2 separate regions of the Sus scrofa genome follow, and region 2 is linked to region 1. A link is a contact called in public Hi-C data. All regions are on one chromosome and are shown on one strand. The core of a region is the stretch at or near the end of the contact, and the rest is flanking DNA. Distances in the headings are between cores, read along the strand shown. Region 1 holds the start of TOMM40L (mitochondrial import receptor subunit TOM40B). Region 2 holds the start of PPOX (protoporphyrinogen oxidase).

The links. A called contact is a pair of places that touch in the nucleus more often than the background predicts.
Region 2: a contact with region 1 is called in a Hi-C map of liver, with 5 times the contacts expected there. The contact joins the promoter of PPOX here to the promoter of TOMM40L in region 1. A contact is called at or near these places in 4 of 47 Hi-C or Micro-C datasets (embryonic fibroblasts, heart right ventricle, liver and 1 more) and 2 of 2 datasets of contacts at active chromatin or transcription factors (alveolar macrophages and skeletal muscle).

What each region holds. Positions count from the first base shown.
Region 1 is chr4:89,231,861-89,238,307 of Sscrofa11.1, forward strand. It overlaps TOMM40L (mitochondrial import receptor subunit TOM40B), which reads right to left and starts at 3,644. Exons shown (of 10, transcript XM_003125660.4): 1 at 3,404-3,644; 2 at 2,931-3,183; 3 at 2,572-2,639; 4 at 2,185-2,277; 5 at 1,817-1,918; 6 at 1,563-1,668; 7 at 1,260-1,382; 8 at 1,079-1,155; 9 at 794-896; 10 at 1-655. The coding sequence starts at 3,045. The coding sequence ends at 516. APOA2 (apolipoprotein A2) reads left to right here and starts at 5,654. Exons shown (of 4, transcript NM_001186294.1): 1 at 5,654-5,683; 2 at 5,851-5,926; 3 at 6,217-6,349. The coding sequence starts at 5,875.
Region 2 is chr4:89,286,279-89,292,346 of Sscrofa11.1, forward strand. It overlaps PPOX (protoporphyrinogen oxidase), which reads right to left and starts at 2,647. Exons shown (of 13, transcript XR_002343378.1): 1 at 2,046-2,647; 2 at 1,510-1,604; 3 at 1,243-1,377; 4 at 992-1,107; 5 at 673-805; 6 at 254-398; 7 at 1-144. It overlaps USP21 (ubiquitin carboxyl-terminal hydrolase 21), which reads right to left. Exons shown (of 13, transcript XM_001927782.6): 5 at 5,838-5,949; 6 at 5,496-5,651; 7 at 4,929-4,993; 8 at 4,570-4,673; 9 at 4,301-4,387; 10 at 3,929-4,007; 11 at 3,592-3,699; 12 at 3,370-3,484; 13 at 2,778-3,150. The coding sequence ends at 3,060.

The sequences.
Region 1 (6,447 bases), core at 2,394-4,893:
AGGAAGCCTCAGGGCTAAGAGGTAAAGAAGCTCCTTCTGGGAATAGGTGGCCCTACTTTCTGAGGTCAAAGATTTAGCCCTTCAGCCCTTCTTTCCCAGCCTTGGGAAACCCCGGAATGGAAAACAGGATGGGGAGCTAATCCCATGCAGATTTTTCTGCTCTGAAGAGGAAGAGGCTAGGAGCTTTAATCCTTAGGGAAATGAAGGAGGAGGGAGTGAGGGGAGAAAAATTCAGCCAGACATACCCCTTAATCCTTCTCCCTTAGTTCAGAGCCACAAGAGCATGGGAAGATGACACTGGGGCTGATGGCAGAAGTGGGAGCCTGAAGCCACTGCCTCAGCAGCTGCTCCTGTGGCAGCTCCAGTTCTGAGGAGGGCATGGTCCTGTCCCCACTCTGCTCCTGGGACCTAGAGGTCACCCAGCAAGGTGAGCTCTGGAGACGGGCCTAGTCTCTGGCCCTAGGGCACCTGACTCAGAGGTTCCAGCTGCTGTAGGGGCTGGCTCTGGGACAACCTCAGCCCACAGTGATGCTGAAGCCACAATGGAATCTGTTGCGCCAGTGATTAAGGAAGGCTCCGAGGGCTAGGGTGACGGGCAGGGGGGGCATCTTCTTCTCCAGCACAGCACCCACACACCAGTTACTATCCACCAAGCCTGTTGGGAAAGAGAATATACACTAGGTTATTTAATAGGTCTTGGAGAAAGGGATCTGCTGAAGTGAGGCAGAGTTTCCATCCCACTGCCGACCCCCAGTCCCTTAGCACCTCTGAATGTCATCTGAATAACCCTTACCTCTAAACACCATGTTGGCCTGGGGCAAAGTCAGGTGGTAACCAAAGGAGAAGGTTGTGTCTTGTAGCCTTGTGTTTGCCTCAAACTCTACTCCAACTTGAACCTGAGAACCACAGGCAAGGAGGGGAGAGGAATCTGTCTGAGTGAAGACTAGAGGAGTCCTGACAGGGCATCAGCAAGAATGAAGGCACTCATGAAATGCTTGTGCAGTGTGGGCAGGAGGAACAGAAGGTCAGCAGGTCCGGAGGGACTTGCTGGGGTGGGAGATGGGATCAGTAGACTCACCTGTTCATTTGCCCTGTGGTAATAACTTGCATGGGCCCCACCTGATCCCACATTCAATGTAGCTACCCAGTGTCCAGCTGTAAAAACCAAAGTACAAGAGAAAAGGAGCATTACTGTAGTAGAACACAGGCCAGGAACCCCAGCCGAGTCCTCCCCATCACTATTCCTCCTCACCCCATACCCGAGTACTTCCCAGCCAGTGTCAAGATGGCCCCTTCTTCTCCTGGCCTCCGATGATAAACTAGCTCTCCTCCCAGCACCAGCCGATGAGTGAGGCTCTGCAGGAAGTGAGCGACCATGATCACTGTGGGGAGACATGGAGTCAGTCATAGAGGAAAGCCTGCTCCCTCACCTCCAGCAGCCCCCACCCCAGCCTGCCCAAGAAGTTTCTTTACTAATCCCTGAACCAACAACGAAGAGGCACAGCCAACATTATTAGCAAATGGGCAGCCAAGACAAAAAGAACCCTGTGCCAATTCCTCACCCGATTCCCCAATCAGGTCAGGATTTCCTAAGGTCAGAGTGGCTGTGTAGTCATCTCCCCGATACTCGCCATCAAACTGCCATGTCAGGAACTTGGCCTGCTGAGTCTGGGTAGGGAGAGCAAGAAGTAAAATTGCCCTCCCTCTCTATAATCACTCGTGCTGCTTCTCCTCCCCCTGGAGCCCCCAGAGCAGGACACTCCTGGAGGAGAAGGAGGAAATGCTTCAGTGGATGGAAGCAGGAACCATGGGTCACCTGGAAGACAGCCTTGGCTCGGAGCCGCTCTGCCAAGAGAAGCAGGACCTGGGCGTTGAGGCTGCCACTGCTGTCCATATCTCCTACCACAGTGGGGAACACCTGTTGAAAAGTGTCCACAGTTAGGAATGAACTGGGTGGCACCAACTCCGACTAAAGCCAAATGTAGGATTTCTTTAACAGTGCCCAGCGCCCCCTAGTGGAGCCACAGAGACATCACAGAAATGTTTTCTACCCTCTCCCATTCAGCAGAAACACAGAGGAGGTGCCCTACCTATTCTTCCCCAGAACACACACATTTCCTCCTCCTCTACACCTGGGTCCCAACTGGGCTTTTCGGGGATAACCCAGGTGTGTGGAGCCCTCACCTCAGTGGGGCTAAGTTGCCAGTCCCCTGCATAGGCCGCATGGAGGTGATAGCCGGGCAAACCCAGAGCACTCATATGCACAGTGTGAGCCACCTGAAGAAAGAAAAGTCAGTGGAAGAGAGAACATTCCTGCTCCATTTCAATCCCCCATCCCACCCTTCATCTTCTCCCCATCCAGCGGGTCTTTTAAGAAACCCATACATTCCAACATATGCAGCGGGTCATCAGATTAAAAGCAACAAGTCCCACAGGCAAAGGAAGTAGAGCCCCCATATCCTCCCTCTTTTGTCCCATATAGCCTGCCTAAAACTGGGGTACAAAGGAAAGAAGAGGGTCCAGGGACAGGAAGGGAGGAGTAGTAAGGAGGGGCCAGAGAAGTGGGAGCACCTGGAAATGGCTGCTCAGAACCTTGTTGACAACGAGCTTCACTCCCTCCATCTGTGCTGGGAATACATCTGAAGGGAGTGGAGGGGAGGGGGGGAAGGGAAGGAATAAGCACAGACAAGGAACCTCCAACCCACGAAGTAGTCTCCCCTTTCAATCCCATAGACAGTGATTTGGAGGAATTGACCTCCTTTCAAGTGCTGCAACAGGAAATGCTCCCCTCCATTGGGGCACCTGATCCTCCCTGAGGCTGCATACCCCAGCTGTGACATCCTCTTTTCTGCTCCCATCACTGGACACCCAGCATTTCCCTCCCCTTCTCTGCCTCTTCAACCTGAGGCGTCCAAATGCCAAGTTCTCACCTTTGCATAGCCGGTGCAACTCATCGAAGCTCCCAGGGTTGGGGAGAGGTTCCTCTCGACGGGGGCTCCGGCGGGGCAAAGCGCCCATCGGTGCCAGGCCCAATGTGTTCCCCATTTCAGTCCAGAGGAGAGGGGAGGGGAGCCGGGGTTCGCCTGGGAAAGGACGCTATTGCTCCCGCTACCCACCACGGGCCCCACCCCCCATTATCTGGCTCCCTAATCCCAGAAACTTCCACATGGTCCGACGCTAGACCTGGAACAAGAAGAGTAGGTGGGAGAAGGCACTGGTGGGGAGTTTGAACCCCAAGCACACTCCCATCCCATTTTTAATTCCTCACCCCACCTGTCACCCCTGTACCCTCCCCCCCGCTCTAATTCTTGCCTCCACCACAGAGCTCACCCAGTTTCCTAGTCTTTCTACTCTTCATTCCCAGGCCCCAAGGCGAGGCTTGCGGTGGAGCAATAACCCTTACCGTCTCAGACCTTCATGCTGCCCCTTTCCCCCCGACACACCCCGGTCATCTTGATGGGGGCAGCCATCTTGAGTGATGGCATAACTGCGGCTTCACGCTGCATTCCCAGCGTGGTCATGGGCGCCATCTTGGAACCGGGCGAAAAAAAAAAAGATTTCCTAATCCTCCCTATATTGGGCTCCGCCCAATCTATTTAAAAAAAAAAAAAAAACTGCCTGGCTGCTGACCACAAGCCAATGGGAGAAGAGGAAACAAAGGAAAGACAGACCTCACATTCAGAAAGCTCCAACCCCGGCACTGCAGAGACAGGCGGAGCTTGATTGGTGGCTTCTTAGACTTACTCAAGTAGATGGCCTTAGATCGCCCTGCCTCTCCAAGGTCGGAAAGAATCTTTGAGCATGCAAGACACTAGAGGGAGCATCTTGGAGCTTGAGCCACTAAAGATCCCTGCACCATCTAACCTGAAGACACGTTTTGTGAAGTATGGCTGGGGGAACCACTGTGAAAACATTTTTGAACATTGCTTCATGTAACTCCTAGGTGCCCCCACTACATACACCCCCAGAACCCCTGGGGACTCTTCCTCAAAGTCCTTCATAGCGCACAGTACACCTTCAGATGACTTCGAGTCACAAATACAGCTCTCCCTAGGAAAATGGACCCACACTTCCCTCCCTGGAGGTCCACGCCTCTCAAAGTTCACCTCTCGGTAGAATGGAAATGGGTGTGAGAGTTTGGGGTAGAGGAGCATGGGATGCAGCCTTAGCTCTGTTCCCTGAAAGAACTGGCCCTTCCCTGAGTCCCTAGGCAGAGCTGGCAAATAAAATCTAGGCATGTGGACTCCTGCCCTCAAATGCACTCCACTCCAAAGCCAGGGACAAGTCAATGGAGTGCCCTTCAAGTACTAAGTGCTCAGAGTTCCCGTAGTGGCTCAGTGGTTAACGAATCCGACTAGGAACTGTGAGGTTGCCAGTTCAATCCCTGGCCTTGCTCAGTGGGTTAAGGATCTGGTGTTGCTGTGAGCTGTGGTGTAGGTTGCAGAAGCAGCAGGGATCCCACATTGCTGTGGATCCCACGTTGCTATGGCTTTGGCGTAGGCCGGTGGCTACAGCTCTGATTAGACCCCTAACCTGGGAGCTTCCATATGCCACGGGAGCGGCCCTAGAAAAGGCAAAAAGAAAAAAAAAGTTCTAAGTGCTCCACAGGAGAATAGTTGAAAATGGAATAAAATCTCTTGGGTTCCTGTTGCCTCCCTCACTATCTCTTACATTACCACTCCCATCTCTCAGGAATGTTCTACATACACGTCTGAGGGCAAAAGGATGAAAGATACAAATGCTTCTGATATCTGTTGAGCTGATTTCACCCAAAAGCCGTAGGCCTGGGGAATGCACCTCTGCCCTCCCTCACAATCAGTCCAGGGATTAGGGCCGGGGGCCTTGGTCAGGATACTATGGCCCCTGCTGACTCATACTGACTGACCACCGCCTAGAACTGATAAGGGGATCCAATGCCCAGAGACCTTCAACCTTTATCCTTGGTAGAAGCCTTTCATTCATTTTTCCTCCAGAACACGCCAATTCAGGGGCAGGGAAGAGGCTGCTTTCTGAATTTGTTTTATTGGGGGTGGGCTGTGCTCTCTGATCAGCTCTCAGGAAGGTCATTCTGGGCTCTGTTTTCTCCCCTTCTCATTCATTACACATTAACTCAAAAAGGGACAGAGTCAATCATACCTGCCCTCTGAACCTAACCCTTCTTCCCCTAACCTACATTCCCCTCACTCCTGCCCCTGATTTCATGTCCTTTCTTCTGTTCCCCAATAACCTCTCCGCCAAGTTGCAGTGAAGGGAGGTAGGCTTGGGAGATGATATCTACCCATGAAGGGACAAAGATGGCAAGGGCTATGGGCTTGATATGTCGGAGTTTTCTAGGAAAAAACAAAAACAAAAACAAAAACAGAAATCCTGCTTCCTAAAGCATTCAAATCCAAGGACTATTGGCCCCAGGCCCCAGAGGCATGAATCTTGAATAGACCTAAAGTGTATCCCTTTGACACCCACTTTGGCCTCCACTCCTGCCTCCCACCCCTTCATCCTGAGTCCCCCATGTTCTTATCCTCTCCTCCCCCATGTTTCCAATTTGTTTACTCCAATATAGTTCTTGCCTCACTGGGCCCCTCCAAAGTCCTTGTTACCTGAGAGGGGGGTGGGGAAGCAGACAGATATATAGCTCCTCCCCAGCCAGGCCAGGCACATTCGGCAAGGACAGCGACACTGACAGGTACCGTAAGGGAGCAAGAGGTGTGGGCAGCATCCAAAGAGGACCGGGATTTAATTGTGGAAAGGGAGGGAATCAGGTTGGTGTGGACATCTAGGCAAGGTGGTCCCTGGGGAGGGGCTGAAGTCAATTCAGCTTCATGATCCTCCCCTGTGCCCAACTGTTCGCAGGCCACTTTTCCCACCATTAACACCATGAAGCTGCTTGCCATAGCTGTGCTGCTCTTCACTATCTGTAGCCTTGAAGGTGAGTGTGCTATGGAGAGGGATCCCAAGGCGGAAAAAAACTGCTTGGGTCCTAGCTGTCCATCTGTCTGTGAGCCTATGCCCAGGTCTGACAACTGAAGCGCTTACAAGGAAAATCATGCCCTCGCTAAAGCCCATAAAGCCCATCCAAAGACCTGGAGCTGGATACCTGTTTGGGGAGGGGGCTGAGAGCTGGGGCTGAATACTGGCAGAGACGTGGGCCTCATAGTTGGGGACCCAGCTGACAAGACATGTGTGTTTGTGTGTGTGCGTATTTCTATGTACACGCAGGGGCTTTGGTTCGGAGACAGGCAGAGGAGCCGTGTCTGCAGAGCCTGGTCTCTCAGTACCTCCAGACCGTGACTGACTTTGGCAAGGACCTGATAGAGAAGGCCAAGGGCTCAGAACTTCAAACTCAGGCCAAGTAAGTCTCAGCAAAAGGGGTTCAAGGACCAGGGGCTGGGGAGAGAAAGAGGGGAAGCTCCAAGGTCCCACAGAAGATTGAGCTCAGGGATGGGGGTT
Region 2 (6,068 bases), core at 1,397-3,896, 53 kb after region 1:
CTCTGAGAACACTGACACCCCTACTAGTCAGGTGGGCATTAAGGGCTTGGGGCAATGTCTCCAGTCCTCCACGGAGTGACCACTGGCTCCAGCGTTCAGCCCGAGCCTGGCGAATAAGTGCTGAGTCTGGCTGTGGACTCCGTCCTGCAGAGGAAGAAGCAGAGAAGAATCATTAAAATAGCACCCTGTGCCTCCAGTCCCTCATTCTGGCAGTCCTTAATATCGTCAACCCTTGAAGAAGCGCTGCCCTTACCTGCCCCCATCAGCAGCCCCAGTAATACGGAACGATGGGTTTGTTCAGCCTGGAAGAGGCTGGGAAAGCAGGACCTGATGCTGAGCTCACGACTGTTGCCTGCAAACACTCCACGGCAGAGACTGTCCATGGCTAGAGACGCCACCTTAAGGGCGAGACTGGGATTGAGAGGCCAAGGAATAAGCTGCACTAACTTCCACTGCCCTGCCTGGTAGGGACTGGGGGCGGGGTGGGGTTTAGTTGGAAAGCAGTCATGGTATAACAGAAGGATGGAAACACCGAGTTTTTGGGTCTTCGAGGCCTGAAGAGAAGAAGTCAATTTCAGATGATATAAAAAAGGCTCTAGGTGGTAGGTCTGAGTACAGGAATCCAAGGCTGGTTTAGGAGAAAAGGAATTGGGGGCTTCTGGGTGGTGTTACCTCAGGACCAAGGCGACGCTGGGCAAAACTGTGCACACTCTCATCAGGGTCTTTGCCCCGAGGCGTGGTCAACTCCCTCAGCCCAGCCCAAAACAGAGGTTTGGAGAAGGGAGGTGAACGGCAGAATAGCCCCCTGCATGGAGAAGCCATAGTGAAAAGCAAGCTCTGATTTACCACCCCAGCTCCAGAAGGTCATTTCCATTCCTTTGGTCCCTTTAGCTGGGAGGGCTGACAGTCTGGGAGGTGAGGAAATGGACGAGATGTGAGGTTTGGGGCGGGGGGAAGTAGAAGGAGGGCAGTAAGGAGGTGGTAGTGTTACCTGAAGCCAGAGGGCAGGGGATGCAGGGCACCATCTACATACAGGAACCTGTTCTTGGAAGCTGGATGGTCTCCCCGGACAGGTAACACTTCTGAGTCCAAACCAAGCTCAGAAACCTGCTCTCCACATGATCCCAAGAAGAGAAGAAACTAGGGAAATGACTGACCACCAAAGCTACTTCCTTCCCTTGACACTACGCTCTAGTGAAGGCCCCTCCACAGCCTCTCCTAGGCGTTCCACAAGCCGCTCACCATGAGCAGGGTCCGGGCTCCCAGGGCTCCAGCAGGCCGAATTCCTCGAGGTCCAAGTTCAAAAACAGCACCATCTGGCCCTCGTATTGAGCGGATCCAGCCGCCTAGGCGCTCGCTGCCCTCCACCAAGACCACCTGGGGACAAATCAGAAACACACTGCAGCGGGGTAAAGGATCAGGAGGCGAAAGGGTCAGCGCATTACCTCGTGCTGGAAATGGGAGAGGAATATTAAAGGAAGCTCCCTCCGGGTCGGTGGAGGCACTCACCTTGGGGGGACAAGGGGCCCGGCTCAGATGGTAACTGGCGGCCAGGCCGCTGATGCCTCCACCCAGCACGACCACGGTCCGGCCCATGGGGAAGCCTAGGGTAGAGAAGGCGATATGGACAGGCTGACCAGAAGCACCCTGTTCTCCAGACACCCTGCGGGTTCCGCATTCCATCCTCGGCCATTCATTGCTTTAGGGGAAACTAAGGGCTCGGGGATGGGGTGGTGGAACTGTGAGGTCCCCGCCCAGGGCCTCGGACTCACCCACGAGAGGGACAAGAAAAATGAGGGGAGGAGGAGGTAGAGGTCTCAAGACATCACCCAGCCGGCTCCGCGGGGAAGTGGATAAGGGCCACACCCACGCTATCTGCCAGCACAGGGCTGGGGGCACCGACTGGCCGCCAGGGCTAAGAAGCGCGTTTTCTCTCCCACCCCTCGCTAGGCCTAGTGTTTTCAGTCCGCGGCCTCCGCCCCCAAGATTTTCGGTCTCTCCGACTCTCCGTCCACACTATTCTCGCGGCACGATCCTAACCTTACCTTTCCTGCTCCCGGATTGGTGGGTTCTGGAAGGCCCCGGATCACATTCACCAATGAAAACACTGAACCGGCAGCGACTCCTCCTCCCTCAGAGGCGGTGGGGCAACCCTTGTAGAAGGCCGGGGAGCTGGAGGTTAACCGGTTCGGTGCCAGGTTGGAGAGAGCGGCCATATTCGGTACTGCCCTCCCCTCAGGGCTGGAGCGGCAAGAGCAGAATCCTGGTTAACATTCCCCAGCTCAAGTTTGCCAGGTCCAGCTAGGGTTGGAACCCTGGAGGAAGGTCCTCATGAGTCTTGGTTGTAGGGAGAGTAGACAGGGACACTGGAGGCTGGTCCCCGGGGAGGTGGCTCCATAAACAGCTCCTTGATGTTAGCAACAGCCTGGGCCTACGGGAGCTAGGGCGCCCCGGCAACGTACCGTGTTTGTCAACAGGGGTCCTTGGGTGCTTTGCTCTCGCGGGGCAGGCCCCTACGCCGGCAAACCCCGTCGACCCAGTGCCTGCACTCTGGATCCAGGCCTCCCTGCAGCCTTCATTTCCTCCCAATGTAAACCTTCACCGCTTTGGCAAACTTGGGCATCAACGCGTCCCGATCCTGCATCCCCATCCCCACCCTCAGCCTCACGGCTCCGAGCGCCCCCCATCGTTTAGAAAGGGAACTGAGTGCCAGGAAAACTACCCATTCGGCCCAGTTCTATATCTCCACTCGCTAGGCACAAATACAAAGAACATCATTTTTTTTCTTAATAAATTTATTCACAAAAAAGTGAGACTGCAGAGGGTGTGGGGACTGTACACGGGCAGGGCCTAGGGAGCTCTGTACATGGGGCTGGGAGACAAGGGAGCCTCCAGGTGGAAGGGTACTTTTTAATAAAAAAAATAATAGGAGGTACAACCACCCCCTCCCCCCTCCCCGATTAAAAAGACACAAAAATAGACGTCTCTGAGGTAAATGGGGAGCCTGGGGCTTAAGGGTGTTGAAAGGATTTCACAGGTGCCAGGGATTAAAAGGGAGGTCACAGGCACCGGGGTGGCTCCTGCATCAGTTGGTAGAACAGCACGTAGCCCTCACTGGATGCCACCTGGTTTTCACTGACAGGGGAGACACTAGGAAGAAGGGAGATGGGGAAGGAGGTGTGATCTTTCCTGTATAGACCCTCCTCCCCACAAGATCAACATCACAGTATCCGGGTGGTGCCTAGGAAAGACACCGCCCCCACACCCCCAATCCCACATCTCCTTTCAGTAGGCACTGTCTCCTGGGGCTTCTTCATACTGGGGAAAGGTGTCAAGGCTGCAGCAGGAATGGGGCAAGGCTGTTCTCACCGAGAGTCATTGTAGACATGCCAACCAGTCTGGCACCGGCACAGGGCTGTGTAGTGGCCATAGTGGACGCTGCCCGAGTGGTTGCAAAGGGCATACAGCTGATATATGGGGCTTCCTTCAGGGTTAGAGATGACCAAATTCTATAGTTAGAGCTGTGCCCTGCTCCGCCATTCTCTCCCTCCCCTTCATGGAACTCCTCAGGACCCTCCTTCCCAGACTCACCGGCTTTGTCACTGGCAAAGTCCCCTAGGCTCAGTCGCTGCAGTGGGAAGTCTACACCTACTGAACTTTTCTTAATGGAGCCTCGGGAGGCAGAAAATCGATTAAGATCTAAGTTCTGGTTAAGGAGAATTTGGGAGGCAGAGGGCCTCTGAGGGGGCTGGGGAACTGAATGTTGTCTACTCCCCTCCCTGAACACACACTGGGAGCACAGGAGGGAAAGATGGAGTGGCAGCCTTTTCCTAAGGCAAACCGAATCCCCAAATGTCCAGCCTCTGCAAACTTGGAGAATGAGGAAAAAGAATGAATGGGAGAAATAAGAATTTGAAGATTAGGATACGGAGCACGAGGATTCGGGGGAATCTTTGTACTGTCAACTTTTTAGTACTTCGTGTTTTCTGCCGACATCGGTCACACACCTGAATAAATGTCAAATAATGTTATAAGGTTAATGTGCTCCTCACCTCCGTTGTCTTTTCCAATACCCTGACTCACATAAATTTACTGTGCTCCCTATTACTTCTGTGTTCTCTGGGCCACTGCCCTTTGCCCTGACAGATCAGGACATATCTGAAAAATACTCCTACACAAATCTTTACATATAAGTGTTACTCCTCATACTAAGGCATCATGCAACCCCTTTTACCCACATGGAGCCTCCCCCACCTCCGGTATCCCACCCTTACTATATCCCTTGTGAACCTCCACATACTGGGGCATTCTCCGATTCTAGCTCTTCTTCCTTGGTGAAAAGGCTGAAACAATCCCGCAGAGACACCTTGCCCCCAGCAAATCCTTTCTGGGGGGAAAGGGGAGTGAAGGGTCAGCATGTTCTGAATTTCCTTTTCCAACTCTTCTCAATTAACCCAAGCTTCGATTCTTCTCCAGAGACCCACATGGTTCCCTCCCACACTGGGGGTGGGTAGGGTTGGGTCATAGAACCCATGTCCCATCCACCCCCGGAATCCTCTGGAATCCCACCTTGGGGATGGGCAGGGACAGGTCACAAAAAACCTCGAAGGTCGTGGAGCGATACCCACAGGCCTGGCACTTGAGACAACTTTTCAACTGGCCCACAAACAGGTCTAGATAGAAGCAAAGGGGCAGGAGAAAAAGTCACTGTGGGATGCCCGAGATGCTTTCTGGCATTCCTGTCGCTTCCCAGCCCTTTGCCTGACCCTTCTTTCCCATCGCCAACTCTCCCCTCTTAACTCTCCCCTCTTAACTTTTCCACATTTTCATCATCTTATTCCCAGACCCCTCGACAGTCTTGATTTTTTCCTGCCAAGTCTTCACCCCCACACATGAATTTTCCCCCATCACTTTGTCTTGTTCCATACCCACAATCTTGCTGTCCTCTCGCTCCAGGTAACGCTTCCACATTAGGTTGGCTCGGTCATCATCACTACCACAGATCAAGGGAAGTGGGGAGCACCCATGAGACAGCAGGAACACTGGGCACCCCCAACACCACTGAAATGATCCACGGAGCCCTGTACCCCACCCATACCCCAGCTCCTTCTCAAAATTGCAAGGAAGAGTCAAACGAGTAACGTTTCAGAGAACTTTTCGGGGAAATCCACGTGAGAGGAAAAGAAAGGAACACAGACAAGGGAAGAACATGCCGTCTTCCTCCACCTGGCTTCAAACCCCTATGTACCTTGTAAATTAATTATCCCCTCCTCCGTCAATCTGGTGACAGCCACAGCACTATCTTCTGCCTCCATCTGTGCCCCTCAGTCTCCCTCCTCCTCCTGCCTTCTTCCTACTTCTGCACTGCTTCTCAAACCAAATTCTACGATAAGCATTTCCTTGGACTCTACATCCTCAATCCTGACTAGCTCACTTCTGCGAAGGATGAACGCTGTTAATAAACTATGGGCAAGAGAAAGGGGGCGCGACCTTACCTTAACTCAGGTTCTTCCAGCAGCGCCCCTCCTCGGCGGGGTGGGGAGGGAGCTGGACTACTGGCCAGGATTGGTGGAGCCCGGCGGCCTCGTCGGTTGATTTCTAGGTGTAGCCGCTCCATGAGGAGCTTCAGAAACTCTTGGGCATCCTGCTGGCTGCAGCCAGACAAAGAGCGTGGGCAACTGACCCCTGCCTAGTCCACAGTCACTAACCCGTGCCCAGACATCTGACCCCACTTCCTAGATAGAGCTCAAGGCTCAGAATGATGCTGCCAGGGCCCCTGCTTGGCCCTATCCCCAGACATGGGCAGAGAGAAATCCCATACCCTCCAGTTCTCCCACCTGTATCCAGAGAAGGAGGGAACGTATTTCTGGAAGACAGCTCGGAATCGAGTAGGATTCACAGCTTCACAGGAGTCAGGGTGCCACAGGGCACCAATCACATCTGCAAAGGCTATTAGGGTGGGAGTGGGGAAGGGAAACAAAGGTTAACGACTGGAAGAGGGAAGCAAGAGGGTGGAAAACAACTCTAGGAAAGCAGGCACTGTGAAAAAGACAAAACTGCTGGCTTTC